2 separate regions of the Anas platyrhynchos genome follow, and region 2 is linked to region 1. The links are chromatin contacts, called in public Hi-C maps. All regions are on one chromosome and are shown on one strand. Each heading gives the region's core, a stretch centred on a gene start, on an enhancer-like site or on the middle of the called end of the contact. The rest is flanking DNA. Distances are from core to core; before and after follow the strand shown.

Region 1 (3,476 bases), core at 414-2,913:
CATAAACACGCATCTGATCAAGTACCTATTGACTGCAGCATGTAATACTTCTTCAAACTGTAACTGTAGAGATTGAGCCCGTCACAGAACGCTGTAAGGCTTAGCTACGAAGAAGCAACTGGTTCAATTTTTTTTAGTTCAGTTTAGTCAGTTAAGCTGAGATGCTCAGGAAGGATGGCTCGTGCCATTCAGCTCAAACACTCCTCACCCAGGAGAAGGCTCCTGCGCCCTAACTCCACCGTTTGCCTGTTTAGTTAAACTGTCACCACTACGACTCCATTTACCTCCCCCACCTCCCAACTTTTCCTCCTCAATTGATAACAGACCTTGAAATGTGACCGGCTCGATTAGGAAGTTAAGACCCACTAAACCTGCTGACGCCAGAAGCCCACCTTCCTGGGCAGCCAGTTGCTGCCACGGGCACTCAGAGAAGAGCCCTAAGAACCAGGAAACCTTTCTCTGAAGTCTTCACCGTTTTGTAGGGCTCACAGACCAGGGCGCTGGCTACTTCTGTTGCTCGTTAAGAGTTCACCCTCACTGCCAAGAGGGGCAAACCCAAGGGGAGCACAGCGCATTGCTCTCTGAGGACAGGAAACCCAAACTTTTCTCCGTCTGCTACTGAGAGCACAGTGCTGGGCTGCCACCCGGACCCAGGGCAGGCAGATGCACGGGCAACAGAGGCCACTGCTGAGACTGAAGGCGGCTGAACGTTTCCTTCACAGATGGGGGGCTCCAAAACTAAATTCTGAAGTGAAAGCCTGAGCCCCATAAATTAGAGGGACACTTAAAGGTCTTTGCTTTGGCCACAGAGGGCTTCTTGATTGAACTTTTCAAATCTGGTTCAAGCCTCACACAAAAAGAGGTTATACCTGGGAAATTTATTTAGTTTTCTTCCTAAAGAAGCTTCCTAGGAGACTCCCTGGCTCTGCTGGAGACCTCAACACCGTGCTGCCGGCCCTATTCTCACCGGCTCATTTCTCATGTGGAGATATTTGGATGTAGGTGCGAGCAGCACGGTACCACACCGAACCGCCCTGTCTGATCCGTGGGGGCCGAAGGCAGCAGCTGGGCCCGCGGTGCCGCTCCCGGCTCCTCCCCACGGTGAGAGAGACGGATAAAGGGGGAGCACGGGGGATTTTTAGGGGGTGCTCTCTCCCTTTTCCCTTCCCTTGGCCCCGCTCCTCTGCAAAACCCCGCACCCGGACAGCCCCGGGGCCCAGCGGCTCCCCCCACACACACCGGGAAGGGAACGGACGGGACCCCCGCACCCCCCCCGGCTCCACAGGCCCCGGGGGGAGCCCAGCCCCAGGCCGAGCCCCCCCGGCAGGGGCAGCGCCGCCGGGGCCCGGCCGCCTCCGGGAACCTCCGGGAGCCTCCCCGCCGGTCCCCCCCGGCCTCCCCCACCCCGGGACCCCACCGAGGCCCTGTCCCCGCCCCGGTTTGAATCCCCCGGGAGCCGAGGGGCCGCGTTGGGCTGCGTGTGGGGGTGCCGTGGCGGCGCGGCCCTCACTCACCGCCCGCCTTCATCGCGGAGCCTCCCCGGGGATCGAGCGGCGGCGGCGGCGGCGCCCGGAGCGCTTCTGAGGGGACGGGGCCGAGGGGGCGGGGCCTCACCGAGCAGGGGGCGGGGCTTAGCGGTGAGGGGCGGGGCTAAGCCGTAAAGGGGCGGGGCTTGGCGCTGCCCGCTCCGGCCCCGGGGCCTGGCCACGCCCCCTCGGCGCTCAGCGAGGGTCAGGGAAGGAGCGCGCGGCCGGCCCCGCCCCCAAGCCACGCCCCCTCCCCTCAGGCCCCGCCTACCCTGGGGGTGGTGCTGGCGGAAGCCCCGCCCCTTTCCGCCGCCGGCCCGGCTCCGCTGAGCGACGCCTGCCGGCCGCGCGCACTTTTTTTTTTAAACCCAGCGGGCCGCCTGATTGGCCGGCGGGGCGCGGGGGGGCGGGGCCGGGCCCGCCCCGCGGGCCGCGATTGGGCGTCGAGGATGCGAATTCGAATCGGGGCAGTTGGCGGTTCGAGCACCTCGCGGGCACGGCGGCTGCGGCGCATGCGTGCGGAGAGCAGGGACCCCCCCCCCCCCCCTTCGCCCCCCCCCGTGTGCGGGGCGGGCGTTGCCATGGCAACCAGCGCGGCCTGCGGGCCCGCTCCCCTCAGGCGGTGCCAGGCAGGGCCCGCACGGCCCAGCTTAGCTTCAATAAACTTTCCTATTTGTTAGAGTGTCTCTGAGTTTTATTTAATAACACCCCGCGGTTTTAGGAGCGTATTTCATCACACAACACATTCTGGATGCTCCCACGGGAGGGGTTTTGGGGGGCTCTGAGGTATCTCCAGTGCTCCAGCTTGGTGCTGGGGGAGCCCAGCTGAGGTGGCTCCGTGCCTTATTTCGGGGGGCTCCACGCCGCTGTGCCGGGACGGAGCCCCTCGTGCCCACCCCAGAGCCGTGCAGTGACCACAGGTGTGAATACAGCCCTGAACGCAGGAGCTGCTGTGGAAGGCTTCCCCCCGTGCACATCCACCTCCATCCTCAAAGCTGCCTCACGGTCCTGGGGCATGGCAAAGTGGCATCGAGTTCTCATCAAATATTCATCTCCTTTTAGCTGGGAAGTGTTTTGAGTGAAAGAGTTAATCACGCTGTCGGCTTTTGTTCCTTATTTCTCCCCCTCACAGCTGTTTCTGTCAACTAAAAATAAGTTGAGCCAGCAAACAAAACGTGAATAACCGCGTAGAAAGCTAAAATACCACCGGGAGATGCTCCGTGAGTCATGGGGCAGAGTGCCCTCAGGTAGATCTCATCCCTCCCCGAAACTGGAGCAGCAGCGGAAGGCAGGCCACAGGGAAGGGGGCAGCTTACAACAGAAACCCAGGCGGGCACACAGAGCTGGGACCTGGCAGTGAGGTGGCAGGAACACAAAGTCTGTGACTGTAGATGCAGGAAAGGTTTGGGGCAGGGCACGGCAGCAGTGCTCTGACACCAGAACTGGTGAGCTGGCCCCAAAGCAGCTGCAGCTAAAGGGATGCTGCTTGCCAAAAGCCAGAAGATACCATTCTCCCAGTGCTTATTACTGGAAAGGCATTGCTCATTTACTGGAACAACTATGCCGACCTTGTGTGGGCCTGACACAAAGTCAAGGGAAATTAATGTGAGAGTCTCTCTGTGGCTATCTTCAGAGGGTTTATAGCGGGTTTACAAAGACAAAGGACTTCTAATTAGATATATTACTCAGAGCAATATTCTGTCTTTTCTGTGAAAGTGATAATTATGGTTGAGATTTTCAGCAGTGGTGAACTTTGTCCTGGTTTGTCCTCTCTGGAATCCGATGGCAGAACATCCAGATGGCTTTATCCCTGACATACAAGATCAGAGGCAGACCAGTGTGCATTGGGTTTCGTGTTGCTTAAACATGGCCATCTGGCAAGAGCTTTGAAACCCTGTGGTGTCTGCAAGCCCTGCCTGGAGCCGGCAGGTTGGGATGGGAGAGGGACCA
Region 2 (3,803 bases), core at 60-2,559, 47 kb after region 1:
TCCAGCACAGGTTCAGCAGCAATGCAAAGCGCTGAGTGCCACCTACCGGGCTGCTTTGTCAGCTCTGCTGCTGCAGCTGGATTTCCCTGAATCTCCCCCGAGTGCACATAGCCCAACCCTTCTCAGACTGCTGCCTCGGGCACCATCACCACCTAAGATGATCCAGCAAAAGTATTTCAGTTGTAGGCTAGTGCAAGTCGTTATAAAAGAGCCTGGCGAGCTGTGAAACTGCCTGAAGAGGCCCCTGCTCTGAGCAGCAATGTGGCTGGAAGGCTAAAAGGAAAGGACTGCTCCAGCTGCAGAGTGGTGCAGGTGCCAAGCAGTTGGCTGTCTGGAAACCAGACTGGTTCCTGAAGAGGCACCACTGCATGCAACTATCATGCTGGTTATATATCACTTTGTGGACATAGTAATAGGGAAGCAGAACCTTGGGTTCTCCGGATTTACTGACACTGGAAAGCTGTGCCCCCAGTATACTGCAAACAGCATAAATTACATCCTACAGATAGCTACAGTCTGAATACAAGGGCAGTGTCGTGGCTGAGGAGGTCAAGAATCCAGAGCTAGTTGGACAGAGAGACCTTGGAAGACTTTGAAGAAAAGCCAACACCACTACCCATGGAAACACTGAAGGTTTCTGACGCTTCAGAGAGCCTCAGAATTATCAGGTTGTAAAACTCACAGACAAAGAAAAGGCAAAAGCCAGGAATTTAGTTTCCTTTAGTCAGACAAACAAGCAGAGTAAAAAAAAAAAAAAAAAAGTTATTGGTGAAGATTTATTGCTTAAAACTGTCTCTGGTTACGTGAATGGCTGGTAGGAGGTTCTCACCAATCAGTCTGCCAGCTCATCTCTCACCAGCACAGGGAATCGCTTGCCGCCTTCACAGAGCTGGGTGTAAATCGCCCGATACAGCTGAGCTGCAGAGGCCTCTGGGCATGCCTCGGACTCCAGGACAGGCAGCAGTTCTGTCATCGTGAGCTGGGCAGGAACAAAGAAGACACGTCACCAGAGCAGGGCCAGGGTGCGCTTCTAGGATTCCTGGAACTGAAGTGGCTGCATAACAAGCAAGAGCTAACCAGAGCAGTATGAGTAATACCACATTAACTGGCAGATAAATGCTTTCTTTTGTCACATTTAACAGCGACAGAGCTGTTCATCCCCTGCTCATAAAGCACACCAGCAGCCACCCAGTGCTCCTCAGCCAGCGAGATAAGTGGCAGCGCTTTTCTTCTGCGGGCTCTGACAGCACCGTGCTGCAGAGAAGGCCCAGCGCTGGGATGAGATCAGCTCTCTGCAAGAAACTCAAAGCAAGCACGTACGAAGTTGATCTGGGAGCTCTGCAACCACACAGCCAACAGCTTACTCACCCACTGCTAAGTTCAGCTCATTTACGACTGATTGCTCTTGCCTCCTCCCACTTGGGTCACATTAATACAAGACAGGTGGGCAAGAGGCCAACTCCAGCCCATGCAGAACAGGGATGCTGCTGGGGATGCTAGAGCTGTCTGACTTTCCTTGATCTGACCCCTGGCTTATTAAGCCTAGCTCGTGATCTCAGTCCACACTCCCAAATGACCATTGGCCTTTCACAGTATAATTAGCAGCACAAAGCTCTGGGATGATGGCTGGGACTGCCAACCCAAGCAGAAGTGTACTTCCTGTTGAAGGACAAAGTTACCCTTTAGTGCCCCAGTCCTGAATTAACACTCAGAAAGGCATTTTGCCTGGGAATTTTTCAGCTAGTATCTGCTAATGAGCACCAAGCAGTCTGCTCATTAAAACTCCACAGTCTACTAGGCACGCTGGCTTCCCAGGAGAAGAGTGGACAATCAATTGCATGTGACAATCACGTCCCTCAAAGTGTGGTTCAGTGGTGGAAACGAAGACCCAAACAGAACAGGGTACAGGACATCTGCAGGGGTTCCCCTCTCCAGTCCTCTACAAACCTCTGCAGGAAACAGGGACAGAGCACAGTTGCTAATCTCTGGAAAGAGTTAAGATTTGTGGACGTAAGGAGAAAATTGGCACAAGAAGTGCTACATTCCCCCACTTGCTATGAGAAACACCCTTCTCTTTTCCATCCCCTTGATCTGCTCCTAATGCAGAAGGATAGAGGAAAACAGACCTACACCAAAGACAAGCTAAGAGTTAACAGGACCAGGACTTTTTATGATTCTTGCTGTTTCTCTACAGAAAGGCAATGGACAGGGCTGGCCCAGAAACATGAAGCACATTTCCCAGTACATTTATCTTGTACCATGTCCATTTACTTCACCTGTCCCAATAATTTTACTTATCTCACATACTCTACACAGAGCTGCTTCAGATACTCAGCGCTCACCTAACACAAAGCATCTATTTAAATACAGATGCAGAGGAAATAGGGCCAGTCGATGAAGCATCAGGCTTCAGTAACTACTACATTATGGGCACACGGATAGCAAAGATCTCACAACCCGTAAATCAAGGATATAGCACTAAAAGCCCTGTTGAAAACAAGCAACAGTCCATCTTCAGCCAGAAAGGGAAGTATGGCCACTTACAAATAACTCTTCCTCAAGTTATTAAAAATACCCTGCTTTTCCAAAGACTCTGTCATTGACATAGCCTTTGATCTATCTCAGAGGAAGAGGGTAGATGTGATTTCACAGATCTCTGCCCTTTGCTGTTGGAGGTTGAGAAGAACAAATGATCTCTGTGCAGCAAGCTCTCTGGTGGAGAAGCTGACCTCCTTTCATGTTCTTACAGGAAGTCTCAGGAAGGTAGAGTCAAGAGTAGCAGCACAGTGGTTTGAAATTTAAAGGGGGACTATAAAGGTCTGCCAAAAGCAATCTCCAAGCACTTCCAACATCCTCCACTGCCTTATTCCAAAAGAGTGGCTAAAAAAAGGGTCTGACACTGAAAGCGCTCTGCTGTGGTCTTAAAAGAGTAAGTCTGGCTATCTGCAAAGTGAGGCACTCATGGGACAGAGTGAAGCATAAACACAGAAACACCACTGGGAGAGCCTGCTGTACTACTGCTCCTCCATCACGATCCAGCATCCCAACTTCTGCACCACAGTTGCCCTTTTCTTGCCCTATACTTGCCCTAAGAGTGCGTTAACAACCTTAAAGACTCACCTTTTGTAAGGCAATTTCCTGGTGCAGCATCGACACTTGCAGCTTCAAGGCAAACAGGTCCCTCAGCTCCTGGAAGCTGGAGTACCAGAGGAGAGGCACAGCCAGCGTGCCTGCACCACCACATGACCGACCCCTGGCAGGAACACAGGCGGGACAGCAGCTTCCTACATCCCCGGTGCAGTCTGGGTGCAGCCTCTTCTGGGACTCAACAGCTGTCAGGGTGAAGAATTGGCAGGAGACAGGAATATGCACGTTAAACCTGTACTCACAGAACTTGTCATCTACTTAGTGTCCCTAGAAATTAATGACTAATGACATTGGACTTGTCAGGGTAAGCTCCTCGTACATGGCACGATGGGGACATCTTAAGTTACGGCATGCAGCGTCCCCAGTCTCTCGATGGTTTCGTCACCAACTCTTCTGAATCGCACCAGGTAAAACTTTCGAGCCTCTCCCAAACACAGATGGGTGGCAAACAGGTACCGTGGCTTCACTTGCCACTAAAGAGGGTTTTACGAACTACTTTACCATGGATGATAACCAGGAAAAAAATGATGTTGGTCCATAATGCTCTGAACACAGAGGGCAACCCACAGTTCAAGCACAGCTGGCCACATTCACACCTGACCACAAACACAAGGGCTGGCTCACCTGCTTGCAGAAGCTGCAGCTTACGCAAGCAC

Evidence for each region. Hi-C and Micro-C count contacts between places; a contact is called where the count stands out from the background.
Region 2: a contact with region 1 is called in a Hi-C map of subcutaneous adipose tissue, with 4 times the contacts expected there. The contact joins the enhancer-like site here to the promoter of CCNF in region 1. A contact is called at or near these places in 4 of 8 Hi-C or Micro-C datasets (liver, skeletal muscle and subcutaneous adipose tissue).

Annotation. Positions count from the first base shown.
Region 1 is chr15:7,476,475-7,479,950 of IASCAAS_PekinDuck_T2T, forward strand. It overlaps CCNF (cyclin F), which reads right to left and starts at 1,664. Exons shown (of 17, transcript XM_027468963.3): 1 at 1,515-1,664. The coding sequence starts at 1,527.
Region 2 is chr15:7,523,537-7,527,339 of IASCAAS_PekinDuck_T2T, forward strand. TEDC2 (tubulin epsilon and delta complex 2) reads right to left here. Exons shown (of 10, transcript XM_072024068.1): 7 at 3,772-3,803; 8 at 3,121-3,332; 9 at 830-979. The coding sequence ends at 833. Among named protein-coding and RNA genes, the nearest start is that of TEDC2, 7.3 kb to the right of the region's middle. Within about 2 kb of position 1,310, at least 4 of the 8 cell types and tissues checked have an H3K27ac peak or open chromatin away from gene starts, as enhancers often do. A contact at or near this core is called in subcutaneous adipose tissue, where this site is marked.